2 separate regions of the Mus musculus genome follow, and region 1 is linked to region 2. The links are chromatin contacts, called in public promoter capture Hi-C maps. All regions are on one chromosome and are shown on one strand. The core of a region is the stretch at or near the end of the contact, and the rest is flanking DNA. Distances in the headings are between cores, read along the strand shown. Region 1 overlaps Plscr4 (phospholipid scramblase 4). Region 2 holds the start of Plscr2 (phospholipid scramblase 2).

Region 1 (5,207 bases), core at 1,930-4,429, 210 kb before region 2:
TCAGGACACACAGCAGTGTCTGGACAAATACACCACCTCTCCCAGCCAACCCTGAAGGACTTGAGGCAAAGAAGACCCTAAATGAATGTACTGGTACTCATGTGGCTGGCCACAATAATGACCTTTGTTTCATCTAGGACCCTCATGTTTTCTAACTCCATTAGGTGTGACCAGTTAACTTAAAAAAAAATCTTAACCAGAAAACCTAAATCTCCTACACACAACTATAACAAAACAAAAACACAAGAGAATGAAGCATTGTGAAAACTGTAAGACTGCCCCCCGCTTCCACCTTTGAGGCGAATGTGTTCCAAGGCATTAGTAGTCTCCTCAAGTACAAAGGGTTCTGAACTCAATATTTAGCATGATTTACAATAAACACATGCTCTAGCAAAGTTTAATCTATCAATTAGTCACTGTACAGAACTAACAAAAGAACAGTTCCAACACTCTGTCTTATAGTAGAAATCATGTGAATGTCCCCTTTCAACTGCCACTGCGTGCATGGCATGTACACCTTTGACACTCTGCACAAAAGAATAATTCATGTTCCAGAATTCCCCATTCAGCTTATGACTTGCTTATTTCTGGAACTTGCCGTTGGCATTTCAGACTACAGTTGTCTACAGTAGTTAAAAGCACAGAAAGTACAATTGCCGATGGGGTGGGGTGCTGTGCTGTCACAGTTAAAAACCTCTGTGTAGAGGTAGATAACTGCATTTTATTAAAGATTTTAAAATATTGTCCACTATCCTGTTATATTTAATTATCTGTACATTAAAATTTTATAAAAGATGAGACCTTCTCTCTCTCTCTCTCTCTCTCTCTCTCTCTCTCTCTCTCTCTCTCTCTCTCTTTCTCGCTCTCTTTTTAGTTTTGTTTTTGTTTTTCAAGACAAGGTTTCTCTGTATAGCCCTGGCTGTACTGGAACTCACTTTGTAGACCAAGCTGGCCTCGAACTCAGAAATCTGTCTGCTGCTGCCTCCCGAGTGCTGGGATTAAAGTCGTGAGCCCTCTTTTAATAACAAGAGTTATATAGACTAAATTCTTTCTTTAAGAAGTCCAGCGTGAAAGGGTCATTGCTGTCCTGCTTTCTTCTGCACTTTCAGAAGGCTGTTGGGAATGGATTTTATACAGCATTGGACATTGTCAGAGCCATTACACACACACACACACACACACACACACTATTCATATATATTATTCAAATGTATATAATTGTACCTGTACAAAGGATTAAATTTGATAGTTCCTTAGAACCAAAATTTCATAAATGTTTAAGCCTATGAGACTTTAAAATACTCCCCAAGGCTGCGCGTTAGTGAAGTACTAGGCTGTGGAAGTGACCATTGGATGCTTCCCTTCTCATGACTTCCTTGAGGAACAAACTGCAGAGCTTCAGAATGAAATAGTGGCTGCCAAAAAACTAGTGGTGAAAGCGAGGATGAGTGGGAAGTTTGTTAATGGAGATCATTTCCGTAGTAATGAAACTGGCGACATTGTGGGCCACAAAGCAAGCCTTAACAAATACAGAGAATTGAGACGCTTCCTTATAGTCTGTCAGACCACAACAGAATAAAACTAGAAACAGCGTGAAGGAAAACTATAGAAATGACACCAGTACTCGCACACTTTCTATGAACACTGGATCACTGAAGAAATCAAGGAGAAACTTGAAATAATAATACATTCAAGTTGAAATAACAACAAAGCTTCTCAAATAACCAGGACGCAGACGGGGCAGTTCTAAGGGAAATGTTGGAGCTGGGAAGGCCCCCGTTAAAGGTCAGCTCTCAAATAATCTAATGAGTCACTTAAAGGTTCTGGAAAGTTAACAGCAAGCCCAGTCAAAATGAGGTAGATGGTAAGTAATTATAAAGATTAGGGCAGAAAACTGATAACTTAAAAAGATACACAAGCTCAACTAAAATACTTTATTTTTGAAAAGATGAACAAGATTGAAAGATCCCTAGCCACATGAGCCAAAATAAAAAGAGGGCAAAATTTAACAAAATTACAGACAAGGGAGAGGAATTAAAACAAAGTCCAATGTAATCCAAAAGTACCTTTAGGCAATGCTATGAAAACTTTCCGAACAGCTTAATGCATATCATCTGCAAAAATTAAATCAAGAAGATATAAATAACTTAATCAGAACAGTAATAACCAACAAGATTAACTGAGCAAAGGTAGTGTGTTCCCTTGGTATCAAAACCATATAATGGCAGAACATAAAAGAAACCCACAGAACACTAGGCAGAAACCTCTCAGGAAAATACTGGAAACTGAATTCAAGAACTCATTAAGAAGATCATACTTCATGACCAGTGATTATATTTCATGATCCATTTCAAGTGGCCAAGAACCCGGGTCATGCTTATAGAAGAAAATCTACTATTACTGAGCTAACAGAACATAGCAATAAAATGACTCTCAGTGACCTATTGCTATACCCATCGCTTCACTTGACCCTCATCAGAAAAGCTTCTTGAAGCAGATGGGAAATAACACAGAGACCCACAAGTGGCCAATATACAGAGATAAGGATGTGGGTTCATTCAGCTCTAAATGGAATGTCTCCATCTACACCTACAATCTCAGGTCTTAGGATCTATGCAGAAGAGGAGGTAGAAATGTTCTAAGAACCAAGAGTGATAAATGACTCTAAGGGAACAGCATCTTCAGGACACATGGCCTCACAGAGACTGGGACACATGTACAAGTTTGTTATTGTTTTTTTCTTGATTGCTTGCTTGTTTTCTGCAACAATTCTTTTTTCTGGACCTGCGTTATGGCACACGAGAAAGACCAAACCACAACACAGCGCATGCACACTGTATGTCTAACTCTACCATCTTCAGGGTACTTCTGGATGGCATTACATCTACTTTTAAGACTTTTTTTTTTTTTTTTTTTTTTTTTTTTTTTTTGCAGAAAACTGTAGGCTGTGATTGGCTCCTGCAATCAAAAGTCCTTCCCCATTTGTCATCTGTGGAATATGTTGATACCATTGTATAACATATGATTACTGTCCTTCCCTATAAGTACCTAATTCATCAGAAAGTAACTACTGCCAAAGCAGCCTCAAGTTGTACTTGATGCTCCCACCCCAGCCCTGCCACCTATCTAGCACATAAGGAGAGGAAAACTGTTAAGGTCTGTCTTGTGATATAATTAAGCTTCCTTCCTCTCCCCTAGTTTCAGTTTCATTCTGAGCAGTAGGGCTAGAAAGCTTTCCTTCATGTTTAGGAAGAAGACCAACCATTGTGTCAAGGGCAGATCAGGAAGCAACTCTGAATCCCACCCCTGGTCTCTGACCTCTTGTCTTGCACAGGGGCAGCAGAAGCAACAGCAGGTGCATCGGAAAGGCCTCTGCATGGTCATGATCTCTCGGCCCAGGCAGTCAGTGACCCGGAGCACAAAGGGTCGTAGGTTCCGATAGGCATTCCTGGTAAAGTCATCTGTGTCTTCAGTTACGATATAGACCATCTGGTCTATGTTGTTCTTGATGTCATATCTATTATTAGTTTCAAAACGTGTCATCACTAAAAGTTAGAATGAGAAAAGGATCTTAAGTTAGAACCAGCTGAGACAGGCTTCAGACAGCCTTCGTTATTTAATGAAAGAAGATAAAGGAAGGAGAAGAAGGATGAAGAGAAGGAGGACAATGAAAACGATGAAGACGACAATGAAGACGACGACAAAGACGACGAAGGAGACAGAGGAGGAGGAGAAGTAGTAGTTGTAGTACTTGTGGTAGTAGTGGTGATAGTAGTATGATTGGAGCTGAAAGCCAAAAAGATTTTTAAAAATTTCAGGTGAAAAGGTGAAATACAACCATGTGAGCCATTAAGCATTCTCAAAATGTCAAACATTTGCTAGGTTTATGAAATTATTTTCACAGTTTTCCCACATAAAAGTAATAGATAATACAATGTTCCTGAAATATTGGAATCCAGAAAATGTTAATAATAAAACCAGTTTAACGAATCACACATCAGACTATGATTTAATCAGCTCATGAAATGGACAAAATGACTGGAGACATGGTACTTGTGAATACGAAAATAAATTCAGAATGACCAAAGCCAGCTCCTACCTTGAGCACAAGGGACCTGCAGGGAGCTGAGAACCAAGCCACCTGACTATGATCGTCTTTCCAGGGGTCCATAGATGAAAGATCATCAGTGCATGGAATAGCAATAGATAAGACTCTATATAATAATTCACTCTACTGCTTTTATGAATATAAAGTAACAGAGAATAGTCTTCTCTCTCTGAATCACTAGAAAAGGCCATCAACATAAAATGAGGGACTAGGTATGAAGTAATACAAATTTCCATCTGATTAAAATACCTCTAATCAAAACACAATGTGAATCAGGACAAAGTTATACATACGTTCCAGAGGCTCAACATGCTGAAGAACGTGTATGTTGTCCAACTGTGGGGACAGAACAAAAGCAATTAGAAGACAGAAAGACAGAATTATGTGCTTGGGGTTCAGGGGTGTTAAAGAGAGTCTGAGATGTTGAGAGGGAGCCATGGACTGAACATTCTATGATCCTCTCTCTTTGTCTAGTTTTCTCTTCTTATTTTGTTTTTCATTTTTTCTTTTTCTTTTTTCTCCTTTTTTCGAGACATGGTTTCTCTGTATATCCCTGATTGTCCTGGAACTCACTCTGTAGACCAGGCTGGACTCGAATTCAGAAACTTGCCAGTTTCTGCCTCCTAAGTGCTGGGATTGAGGGCGTGCGCCACCATTGCCCAGCTGTTTTTCTTTTCTTTTTTTTTTAAAATATTTTTTATTATTACGTATTTTCCTCAATTACATTTAGAATGCTATCCCAAAAGTCCCCCATACTCTCCCCCACCCCCACTTCCCTACCCACCCATTCCCATTTTTTGGCCCTGGCATTCCCCTGTACTTGGGCATATAAAGTTTGCGTGTCCAATGGGTCTCTCTTTGCAGTGATGGCCGACTAGGCCATCTTTTGATACATATGCAGCTAAAGACAAGAGCTACAGGGTACTGGTTAGTTCATAATGTTGTTCCACCTACAGGGTTGCAGATCTCTTTAGCTCCTTGGATACGTTCTCTAGCTCGTAAGTAAGTGGCATGGCATCAGGTTAGTGACTCTCATTCTTAGTTTTCTAATTTTTTTCAGAAAGCCATATTGAATAATTTTACAGTTATTTGTGTTGCT
Region 2 (5,326 bases), core at 119-2,618:
CATCTACTACTTCCCAGGTATTATTTATGGCATATGCAACTCCATTATCTTCTCATTTGGTATCATAAGTGGCATAGCTCCTGGCTTAAAGCACCCTGTACAAATGGTATAGACTCTGGCCAGGGGGATAACAAGCAGAGGCATAAGGTAATAGCAGTCACTAGACCAGAAATGATATTCGTAAAAGGTTAATAAAATATGCTGCAAGAAAGAGGCAAGCAGACTCTCAAAACACCCTCTTAAAAGGGAATGTGTGTCTAACTAAAACCGATAAGAACAATTACTGGCCTTAACGCTCCTGCTTTGTCTATAGATATGCGGGTACTCCACTTGCTTGTTAAATAATATGGTTTATAGCTATAACTGTCTTTTGAGAGTGGCCCTTGGAGGTGAGCTATCTGGGCCAAGTTACTCTTGAACGTATGTGTGAGACCTCCCAGGTACTGGTTCCAACTGCCAGCTGTCAAAGTCTGATTACTCAGTCATGAGGAGTCGCTGTACTTTCGGCCTCTTTGTGTCTAAAATTAACGGGGTTGTTTGTTTGTTTTACAAAAGTACAAGAGGTGCCTCTGACCTCCAATAAGTTAAGAGCCTTCTCCTAATAAAACAGGAAATTTTGTTTACAACCAAGAGGCTTGAAATGGAAAGAAATAGAACACATAAAGGCAATATCCACTGGACAAGTGAATAACTGGCTGGCTGCTTGTTACAAGATACAGGAAAATAACCCGAAACTCCTACCTGCCCACAGACAAACCTGACTGAACTACATTTTACCTCTCCAGGCAGAGGTACTTCCCTTGCCCGTGTGCCCACCTCCCCTTCCCAGTCACCTTCTTGGTCACCTTTCCTAACTTCCAGCTTAAATCTCCACCCTCAGATTTCTCTTCGCAGGGCTTATAAAAGTTCTGGGTCCGGTGAAGGTCATGGATCTCTTTAGAGGGCATCTGGCTTACCTTTCTCATGCAGCTCCAAGTGAGGCGAATTCCTAGAATCCTAGCACCAGCAGCGACTCAGCTCTCCAGACTCCTCTCAGAAAGGCATAGGTGCTGCACTACTCCACTAGACTAAAGTCAGGGAGAAAAAGCACCTGGACTTTGAGGCAGTTTAGGTTTTGTTTCCTGAGTCTTTAGATTTCCTTTTCCTGACTGGAAAGATACGCAACCAAATTGAAACCCTGTCTGAGTTCTAAGTCCTTTGAGAATTGTTAGCTGCTCCTGGCAGAGGCTCTCAGTAGAAATGAATATCTGGTCTGTGCACAGTTCTGGAACGCCAAAGGAACACTTACTGGCATTCCCTTTACTCTGACCTCCACTGCATTCTTCAAATGCTGGCACTGATTCAAAAGGAGACTCAGGAATGCTTTCCCTTCCTTCTTGTTTTGTTTTGTTTTGTTTTGTGTTAGGAGAGTCAGAGTGCATATCCCGATAGTTCTCAAATGCCTAACTTCTTCTACTGAGTACCAGCAGGAGCCGGTAGGACCACCAATATTATTTTTCCTTATTATATTTTTGTCACAATCTTGGGACAGTTGTTCACATTCAGGTGAATGAGCCTCTTTGAGACGGAGTCTCCCTATGACTGTTATGGGTCTGGGGTCACTCCGAGATTCACCACCACCACAGGTAAGTTTTAATAAGAGGCTTTATTAAATACTGCCACTCGATATTCATGGCACCAGAACGGCAACCCAGAGTGCTCTCCAGATGCAACAGCTAGTCATATCAAGCCAAACCCACAAGACTGCTTGTGTTTTGTCTACCTGGAGGCAGAGTCTAATTTTAACATATATGTCTTGTAGATGTTCTAGTCATTGAGAAGAGTATGCAAGCTTGAGTACAAAAGCTGGAAATAGTCTCTTTAGTAGGTCTCAAACCAGAGACAAAGGGCTGAGTTCCATTAACATATGAAATTGAATGCTGGCTACCTGGTTCTCCCTGCATCCCTCACTCCCTACCCGTTTCAGGGCCTGACTGCCATATTTGGTTTGGTACCCTAAATTCTCCTCCAGCCAACAGGCTGGGCTGCTCTTCCCTATAAAATCCAATCATGTAAGTTACCTGGATGTTTTTTTGGTTTGCCTTGCTTTTTGTTTGGTTTGTGGTTGTTGTTTTTTAGGTGTTTTCCTTGTTTGTTTGGTTTGTTGTTGTTGTTTTGTTTTGTTTTTTGGTCTATCCTTTACCCTCTTGGCCAGTCTCTTGTCCCCGGCTATCCCCTCCTTAGTTGGCAGACCATCTCTTATCTCCCTTCTACTGCCTTCCTCTTCCCCTCCCCTCTCCTCACATGGCCCAGCTCAGCCTGTCTGTGTGGTGCACTCTGGACTCTCCCTTTTCAGTGCTTTCGTGACCTCTCAACCACAGTAAAGTCTAAACTTTAAGTGTACTTGTTAATCATCAGACACCTCACTTCCTGAGTTCGCTTTTCTTTCACACAAAGCTGGACTGTTTCTCCTGCCTCCCTTCACTGCTCCCCACAAAATGACTACAGAATTTTTAAAAACTCCTCAACAGATAAAAATTCTAGAGAGGGACTAGTAGAGCTCCTGATAGGCAGACAAAGGGGGGGGGGGAGCGGGGGAGCCATGACTACATAATGAAAGGCTTCTTCCTCACCCTTGATCAGAGGTGAAAACCAGTCAGCCTAAACCAAGGGCCTCAAAGAGGGTTTCTCCTCTCCTTAGCCTCTCATCCCCTCACCCCTGCTGATGGATTCTCTGGACAAGTTCACCAGATCAGATCAGGCCATGTTTATATAACAGTTGTGGACCGATCCACCATCCTGTCTATCTTTAAAATGACAAGCCCTGAACTAGGGGAGGAAGACTCTTCAGGGGAAAAAAAAAAAAACCAAACAACAAAAACGAGCTCTTGAGAAAAGTGGGTTTTCAACTTGGGCATCCCCTTCCCCTCCTGCTTTTCCAGGGTCTTTTCTTTCCTCTGTGTGTCTGCTCCAAATCTATTTTCCTTACCCCCAGTACAGGCCTCTCCTCAAGGGCTGCGTCCAGCTGCTTTCTGGAGATTTTTCCTTTTTGTACTTGTCAAGCTTGAAATTTTTCCTGCTATTTCATTCTTTTTTTTTTAATTAGATATTTTCTTTATTTACATTTCAAATGTTATCCCCTTTCCTAGTTTTTCCTCCGAAAATCCCCTAGCCCCTCCCCCTCCCCCACCCACCTATCTCATTCTTTAACTGGCATAGAAAATGGACCCCATGGAGAACCCTAGATGGAAACAGTCGTCCATAGCCACGGTACAGATGCTACTGCAGAAGGAAGGACTGAGTGTGCTCATAACTGACAGATGGAGAAGATGGCATACACACCATTTTAGAACTAGGCCTGACTTCAAAAGGAAAGCCATGCATTCCAAGAACAAGGCCATAAAATCCCCCAGGCAAACAGCGTGGGGATGACCACAAGGATGGAGATATATCTGTGCTGGGCAGCCTTATATGCTGTGTGTATCTCATTCTGGGGTTAAACATTCATGACACAAGAATGCAGTCCACTAACCACCTGGTCACAAGCCAGTCACAAACCAATCCATGTAACATCCCCAACACCCACCATTGAGGCTTTAGATTACCTAACACTAGCGAAAATTCCCCTAGAAAAGGGCCTGCATACCTTTGTCTGGAGTCAACTCTTTTTCTTTTTCCTTTCTTTTCTCTTCTTTTTTTATTTTTTGTAAGTGGCTGACCTCTGCATGCAGGCTTCTTGCTCTCTAGAAATAATAACACTCTTGCCAATTGCATCTGTGAGTGGTGGTCTCCGTGTAGCACTTTTGGACTTAACAAGACCTTAGCCAAGGATGTAGCTGAATTGGGAGAGTGCCCATCTCTCCCAAAGGTCCTGGGTTCTACCGGCAACACCCAGAGGTGGAGAAAACTGTAGGCAAGGGCACAGGGAAAGCACAGAACTCCATCACTTTGTAGGTAGAGGGGTTTAACGGGGAAATCAAACTTCCAGGTATGTCTTTGGAAAATTCCAAAAGCAAACGGGAGAGTGAACCTTAGGAGTTTGGAGGACAAGGCTTGTGAGCCAGAATAGCCTGGGAATTAGAGCAGGGCACAGGGACAAAGGAGCCCTGACAGCCTAAGAGCTAGATGGGGACTTTGGTCATCTGCAGGTTTGTTTGGGTTAATCAGGAACTAGAGGACCAGTTAGTGCGTGAATGAGGGAAGGAATTCTCTTCCTATCAAGTAAAATGCAGGCCCTTCCCAAGAATCTAGAACTCACAGCAGGCTACGGACTGCTGACTTTGGAGTTTTGTTTATCCACTAGCAATCCTAGGTTCTGGATTGCTCAGGGGCAACTGATGTAAGAAAAGAGAGCTAGTGCAGCATAAATTTTGGTTTCTCAAGAGGCAGGGAGATCAGCCTCTTAAGGACTGAAGCCCAAACCCTGTTTCCATAGGCTCTTTATTATTATACAAAGGGCACCTTTAACAGATCAATTTCCACAAACTAAAACTTATCTGATCTAGGGGTTGACTTGAAAGAAAAGCCATCACCTTAAGCAATTCTCAGCCAGAGGGAATTTCCTGATTTGTCAGGCCTGTCTCCAGACTCAGCTATAAAAAGGCCCTGAAAATTCTTCAAAAGAACAACTCCATAAAATCTCAGGTAACGTTCACTGGCAAAATGCCTGACTGATGACTCTAAAACTATTAGAATACAGGAGCCAAACGTTTCAGGAGAAAATAACTGTATATATTTATATGAAACACACATATGAAAATATGTGTATGTATGGCATTATTGTATTATAATATGTCAGATTATGCTATAATAAATTATTATGTTATAAATACTGGTATGAACAGTATAGAAGTAGGTTTACATAACTATGTTGAATTTTTCTAAAGAGAGAAATACATTTACTGTTTCTAATTAATGACCATATTGAGTAATAGTTAACCCTAAGGTAAATGAAACAGGAACGTTTTAAAGGTTTTAAATGGGTAGTATTTGTAAAGTAACATCAACTCTTTTGTGTAAATCATAATTATATTTAATGTGTAATTTTATATTAAATTACAATAGCATTTACGTTTCCACAAAAATGGGAAACGAAAGACAAAGTCAAAGTATGTTTTCATAGAGAAGATCATTTCTATGTATATAAATTCACATAACTGTTTTCCCAAATTCACAGTGAAAACCTTAAGAATGTATAAAAACAAATACATGACAGAATTCTAAAAAATAAACTCTAATTTGGGAGCATAATTGTACAACAGGGCACCCAGGCATCACAGGTGAGTTGATAGAAAGTTATTTCAGTAAAGGAAAAGAAGCCACGGTGTGTGCCTTGTGATTCCTCAGT

Evidence for each region. Promoter capture Hi-C pulls out the DNA fragments that hold promoters and counts their contacts.
Region 1: a promoter capture Hi-C map of the HPC-7 cell line shows a contact between it and region 2. The contact joins the enhancer-like site here to the promoter of Plscr2 in region 2. A contact is called at or near these places in 8 of 39 promoter capture datasets (3T3-L1-derived adipocytes, the C10 cell line, the HPC-7 cell line and 4 more), 2 of 484 Hi-C or Micro-C datasets (the C2C12 cell line and the G1E-ER4 cell line) and 4 of 9 other capture datasets (adipose tissue, liver, macrophages and 1 more).

What each region holds. Positions count from the first base shown.
Region 1 is chr9:92,483,058-92,488,264 of GRCm38.p6, reverse strand. It overlaps Plscr4 (phospholipid scramblase 4), which reads right to left. Exons shown (of 9, transcript NM_178711.3): 5 at 4,402-4,444; 6 at 3,319-3,545. Among named protein-coding and RNA genes, the nearest start is that of Plscr4, 28 kb to the right of the region's middle. Within about 2 kb of position 3,179, at least 11 of the 459 cell types and tissues checked have an H3K27ac peak or open chromatin away from gene starts, as enhancers often do. A contact at or near this core is called in the HPC-7 cell line, where this site is marked.
Region 2 is chr9:92,271,644-92,276,969 of GRCm38.p6, reverse strand. Plscr2 (phospholipid scramblase 2) reads right to left here and starts at 1,368. Exons shown (of 8, transcript NM_008880.3): 1 at 957-1,368. It overlaps Plscr1 (phospholipid scramblase 1), which reads right to left. Exons shown (of 9, transcript NM_011636.2): 9 at 4,409-5,326.